2 separate regions of the Sus scrofa genome follow, and region 1 is linked to region 2. The links are chromatin contacts, called in public promoter capture Hi-C maps. All regions are on one chromosome and are shown on one strand. Each heading gives the region's core, a stretch centred on a gene start, on an enhancer-like site or on the middle of the called end of the contact. The rest is flanking DNA. Distances are from core to core; before and after follow the strand shown.

Region 1 (3,060 bases), core at 526-3,025, 61 kb before region 2:
CATACAACATATGGTCAACTTAATAACTTCACAGCAGTATGTAGTCAAAAAATCAATGCTTTATCATTGGACTAACAGGGATTAGATTTCTAAAGTTATTAGAATATAAAGATTTACTTTAGATTTTAAAATCTGTAATATAGCCCAATATAAAGTCAATAGCTCCTGTTTTTATTGCTGTGTTACATCCTGTGACCACTGATGGTAATGTGGAACATTTCCTGCTAGTTATTCATTGATTAAAAAACCTCATTTTTCCAGAGACTGGGCAGGAGATAAGATGTCAAGAAGTAATGAAATGAAAAGAAGAGAATGCAAGGGAACGAAAAAGAGAAAAACATTCAAGTGTTATTTTTTTCCCTGTATATGCAGATGGACAGGAAAATCATAGCAGTAATTGCAGACTTCTTTTCACCAAAGACAGAATGGCCTTGGGGAATTAGAGTATGAGAGAAAAAGTCCAATGAAACTGCATTCTCCTCTAGGCCCCACCTAAGGTGCTGGATCTGGCTTTGTCCAAGGTCATTTACCCTTTCTGTGCCTTAATTTCCATAACAGTTGAAAAAGATTATTTGCCTCTTTGGGCAATTGGGAAGATGAGCAAGATATTTTCAGAGGCCCGAAAAACTGGTCAGAAAAAAGTGCTGTAAGAATACAAGTAGTACTAATATTAGTGAGCTGTGTATCCTGTTGGCATGAGTCATCTTGCTGCAGAGACGCAGAAGCAATTCCAAGTGTGGCTGAGCACCAAACAATGAGGAGTCCGGTGCTCTTAGCTGGTGTTAAGGGAGAGCTTAGTTGCAGTGAAATCTGCCCTTCTCTCTTTCAAAGAACCAAGGTGGGGAGGGGACAAAACTTTTAAAACAGGCATAGAATGTAATTACATACAGACAGACTTTTGAAATATTAAAGCCAGTTTGAATCCAGACTTTGCCACTTAGTACTGTGACCCTGAGCAAGTTCTGTTTCTTTAAACTTTATTTTTCCCATCTGTAAAATGGGGATTATATCTATAGGCTGTTGTGGGGACTTAACATACACAGTTACAAAGACTCTGTAAAGTTAGCCATTATTGTAATTTACAAGATAGGAGAAAGAAACCCAGATTAATGAATAAATGAATCTTTAAAAAAAGAAGAAAAAAGACAAGTTTGTATTTTACAAAACATTATATGATTTAAGGGATCTAGGAAGAGGCAAACTTGTTTTATCAAGCCTGAATCCACTCATATTTCATGGGTTTCACCGCAACTAATCAAATCTTTGATATCTGGTACACAGAACACATACAGGAGAGACCTTCCGTGTGCTTCAACAAAAACAGCTCTCTATTCTAAAGCTATATGTATGTGTGTGTGTGTGTATATATATATATATATTTTTTTTTAACCTCTTGGATATCCAATAGCTCTTATAAAACAAAGCTCAGATGCTGTTTTTCTGTTGTTTTAAAGAGAGAGCATTCAGGGGAGCGTAGATTACACTCTCTTTGAATCACGCTCAGGGCTGTGAAGCCTTCAGGCAAAGCCCGAGGAGCAGAACGCGTTTTTTCTGTGTGGCTTTTTTTTTTTCCTTTTTTTTTTTTTTTTTTTTAAAAAATCGATCTCTGAACCTTCGCTCCGGCGGCGGGGGCGGAGGAGGGTGCGGGAGGGAGGGGTCTGGTTGCGGGGCGCGGCGCCGCTCGCCCATCCCCCGAGCGCGCGGCGGGGCGGCCGGCCGGCGGCCGCGGAGGATGCGGAGGGGCGGCGGCGCGGGCCCGACCCAGCCGGGGCGGTGGGGCGGGCGCCGCCCGAGGCGGTAGGGCGCGCGCGGGGGCGCGCCGGGCCGGGAAGGCGCGCTCGGGCCGCGCTCGCTCCGGCCGCGCTCGCTCCGCGCTCCCTTCTCTCGTTCGCTCGCTCGCTCCCTCCTCCCTCGGCAGCCGCGGCGGCAGCAGAAGGCGGCGGCGGCGGCGGCAGCGGCTGGGGATCAGACATGGCGGCGGATCTGAACCTGGAGTGGATCTGCTCCTTGCCCCGCTCCTGGACTTACGGGATCACCCGGGGCGGCCGAGTCTTCTTCATCAAGTAAAGATCCGGGGACGGCGCGGGGGCCTGGAGGAGGCGGGAGGCGGGCGACACGGGGAGAGCGAGCCGGTCTGTGCCGCTCCGGCCCCCTGGGCTCCTCCCGCGCCCCCACTCACGCCCCGTCTCGGCCCCTTCTCTCACCCCTGCAGCGAGGAAGCGAAGAGCACCACCTGGCTGCACCCCGTCACCGGCGAGGCCGTGGTCACTGGGCACCGGCGGCAGAGCACAGGTAACGCGGAGCCCGGCCGGGCCCGAGTGGAGTTGGGCTCAGCCGGGAGGAGGCGGCAGAGCCCGGGCCGCCAGCCTCCTGCCGGCAACCTGCCCCGAGCCGCGGTCCCGGGGAGGCGGCGAGGCGGGGCGGAGGCAGGCGGGGGCGGCCGCAGGTAGAGGAGCCGCGGGGGCCCCGCCGCGTTACTTCCCTCGAGTCTCTGGACGCCTCCCCTCCTCCGCGTTTGGTGGCCACTTGCCCCCCATCCCAACCCGGTCACTCCCACCCCCCTAGGGTGGCCGACTCCCCCCTCCCGGGAAACCTGGATCTGACTTTTAATTCCCGCAGCCACCTTGAATCCTTCTGTCGATCCCTCCCCCTTCCCCCGGCACCCCACTTCACCCCTTTCCACCTTTAGGAAGTCCTTTTCCACTCCCCTCCCTGCTGCCCGGGACCCTGCCACTGGTCCGCCGGGAGAACGTATCCACATCCTCCCCCTTGCGTGCGGCTTCCTCCTCCGAGGTGGGACTTGTGGGTAGGTGGCTGCTGGAGGAGGAGAGCAGTTTGGGGGGTGCTTCGATCCTCTCCGAGGATCTAGAGGCTCAGGAAAGCTGGGCGCTTTCCTTCCTACCACTGGAGGAGTAGCCGGGGTCGGAGGAGGCATTTGCAGCTGCAGTTGCTGGTCAGCCAGATTTAAAGTCCCCGGCGGCGGCCCCGAGATCGCACGCCCCGCCGGGAAACGGTGGGCGTGCTAGAGGGTGTCCAGCGTGTGGGGATCGGTGCCCTGAA
Region 2 (3,073 bases), core at 193-2,692:
ACCATTGGGATTAAAATTTTTACTCTGAAAGACAAGGTTATTTGACAGTAATCAAGGGCGTTTTCGTCCCTCACTGTTTTTTGCAGGCCCAGCAGAAAGCTCCTCCATCAGCCTGGGAGGGGCGTTGTTCTCCTGGCGGAGGTGTGCTCAGTCTGGGGCACCTCACCCACAAAAATAATAAAATGCAGAGGAATTTGTTGTGTAGACAAATCTAGCAAAGTGAGTTTTAAATTGGCAGCAGGCAGATAGGGAACAGTTTGGCCTGATACCAAGGTTTAAAAAGTATTTAGAAGGTATGTTGTATTATTACTTTTGATGTGCAAAAATTTTTTTACACCTGAACATTTATTTGTTTTAGAAAATTGCCAATATGAAGACTGATCATTTGGGGAAAGAAATTTGACAGTGATTATTGTAATTATATTTGTCAAGACACATGTATTACAATGATTTATAATATGTTGGTTACATGAGATTTTAGATTAAATGATTAATTGGATGCAATATACATATTTTAATATATCTATATTTATGTAGATCTTTGAAATATAGTGTTTTCTTTTGAAGGAAAGAAAGTTACGTCAGGCTGTGCTTCTTATTTCCTGGCTCCTCAGCAAACGTCAGCAACACTCAAACTTGGGGTCATCAGAGACCCCTATGGTGTGGAGCCTGGGATTGATTTTTCAAGAATTCCACAGGTGATTATGGCCAGGGTTCCAAACCACTGTCCTAAGGTTGTATGTATTTCACATGGAAGGGCAGATGGTTGAAAGAAATCTTCTGGTTATCTTGTAGTGATTGTAAAAGAAAAAGAAATCAATTTTGTTCTTTAATATTCCTGAAAATATCAGATTAAAAAGAACACCTCCGTCTCTGATAAAATTTCACTTTTTACCTGAGATGATCAGAACTCACCATAACCAAATAGAAGATGGCAGAGCATCTGAGAGCTCCAGGCCCATAAAAGCATGAGGTAGACCTGAATCAGTCCTAGATTATCGAGTAAGTTAAATTCAGCAGTGAGCTAAGGTTAAAGGAGAAGCATTCGAGTATATGAAGTAGAACAGTAGTATTGTGTTGTCTTTTAAAGTTATCTGAAATCTGTTTGAATGCAGCACAGTGATCTCATACAACTGAGGTTGAGGCTCTGAAGGCTTCAGTTATAGTGATTTCTTTAAAGGTGATACTGAAAGCCATTAATGTAGCTATGTTGGTTATTTTAATATTTTAAAACACATTGTATGGAAGAGACTAGTAATTAGTCTTAAGATAACACTAGTGTAAAGAAATGTCACTGAAAACTTGTGAAAAATGAAATGACATTTATGATTATGATTATAAGCAAGGATAAATTGCCCGTTTTTGTGTTTGGGTCAGAAGGAGTCAAAGATGATTGCTACATAGTCCTTGCTGTCAAGAACGAGGCCATATACCTGTGTGTAGGATATAGGTGTACAGGTGAATATAGGTATACAGGTGAATAGGACATAGACCAGTAACAACAATGACAGCATGATGACTTTTTTCATTGATGCAGTCGTTGGACAGGGGGTTTGTTTGCTAGAGAAGTCAGTGCTAGAAGGACTAACTCGTCTACAGTCAGTTATTAAAATCATGGTGTTTAAGTGGATGAATAAAACCATGCTTTAGAAGATAGGTTAAGGATCTGATTTGAGGAGTGGGTGGGGGGTTGTCAGGAGGGAAAAGGGGAAAGACGATAGAAGGAGATACCGCTTCATGGTAATCTCTGTGTTGAATTACCGGGGTTGGGAGCTGACATCCATCGGTGAAAGCAGTGGCGTAGCTTGGCACTGTGGGACAGGTCACAAGTCCAGCCTTCAGGGAAAAGGGAAGGTAATGATTAGACTCATCACATGTGTCAGCCAAGTGGACTAAGATCGAAGGAGGAAGTCACTTCTTGAAGGGAACCACAGTAAAAATCAAGAATCTGTAAACCAGATGCTCTGCCAGCTACCTCTAGTAATCCATTCAGTCCTGAAATAGCCCTATGAGGAGGTTACTATTATTTTCCTCATTTTTCAGGTAGGGGAATTTAGTCCAGAGATGTGAACATTGCCCTAGATCACAAAGCTAGGAGGTGACAGGGCTGGGATTGGGACCCAGAATGTCTGACCTAAGAGACAACAGTGGTGCACTACCTCCTTTAGCCCAGCTGGGATGTTGGTTTCTGTGGCCAGATGGGGCAGGGCAAGGCAGGGGCCCATTAGTGGTACCAGCAAAATTCTTTAAGACTTTGTGGCCGGTGTGCTACTTAGTAGGGGTGGGTATGGTTTTCAAGAGATGCACAGTCTGAATAATACCCTGGCACAACAAAGGGTATTGAAATGAGACAGGGCACCACAAAGGCCTGAAGACTGTGCTGGGGTGGGTCTGGTAGCATTGTGAAGCAGTCGTGCAAGATGGAAGACTAAGATGGGATCTTCTGGAATTCCCTAGAGGATTCCTAAAGTCAGATTCTTAAAAAGGAACTTGGGTTTTACTTGACTACAGTCTGGAAGCTGAAAGTTTTCAAGTGGGACATGACATGACTGAGGCTGGTAACAAGAAATGAGTTGGACTATTCCTTTGATCCAAGGGGTTTGTTCTGCTTCAGTATGATCACGGTGCTTGTGGAAAGTAGAAGACAGAAGATAGACTGATTCAAGGGTTGGTTGAAGAGGGAGAGAGTTGAAGTAAACCATTTCAAACAACAATATGTGGGAGGAAGATGTCCCTGGGAGTGAAGGAGGGAGAAATTTGCAGAGCACATTCTGGGCTGAGAGGTCCCTGCTATTGTGCTTACAGATTGAGGGCAGTGATCGTGAGGCTGCTATCAGACAGGCAAACCCAACTCTAAAGTTTAGCTGTGTGACCCCAGGCAAGCTAATTGATCTCAGTTTTTAAGTCTCAAGTCCCTTCTGCTAAAGTAGGGTTAAAAATACTACCCACCTTAGAGTTTCGGGGTGGCTCAGCGGGTTACGGATCCCATGTTGTCACTGCTGTGGTGCAGGTTCCATCCCAGGCCTGGGAACTTCTGGGTGCCACAGGCAAGGCCAAAAAATAGTGATAATAG

The links. Promoter capture Hi-C pulls out the DNA fragments that hold promoters and counts their contacts.
Region 1: a promoter capture Hi-C map of liver shows a contact between it and region 2, with 6 times the contacts expected there. The contact joins the promoter of PLEKHA5 here to the enhancer-like site in region 2. A contact is called at or near these places in 1 of 5 promoter capture datasets (liver) and 12 of 47 Hi-C or Micro-C datasets (embryonic fibroblasts, fetal heart ventricle, fibroblasts and 5 more).

Annotation. Positions count from the first base shown.
Region 1 is chr5:54,015,694-54,018,753 of Sscrofa11.1, reverse strand. PLEKHA5 (pleckstrin homology domain-containing family A member 5) reads left to right here and starts at 1,775. Exons shown (of 25, transcript XM_021092279.1): 1 at 1,775-2,063; 2 at 2,213-2,292. The coding sequence starts at 1,972.
Region 2 is chr5:53,953,955-53,957,027 of Sscrofa11.1, reverse strand. The region is part of intron 3 of PLEKHA5 (pleckstrin homology domain-containing family A member 5); the gene reads left to right. Among named protein-coding and RNA genes, the nearest start is that of PLEKHA5, 61 kb to the left of the region's middle. Within about 2 kb of position 1,442, at least 6 of the 83 cell types and tissues checked have an H3K27ac peak or open chromatin away from gene starts, as enhancers often do. A contact at or near this core is called in liver, where this site is marked.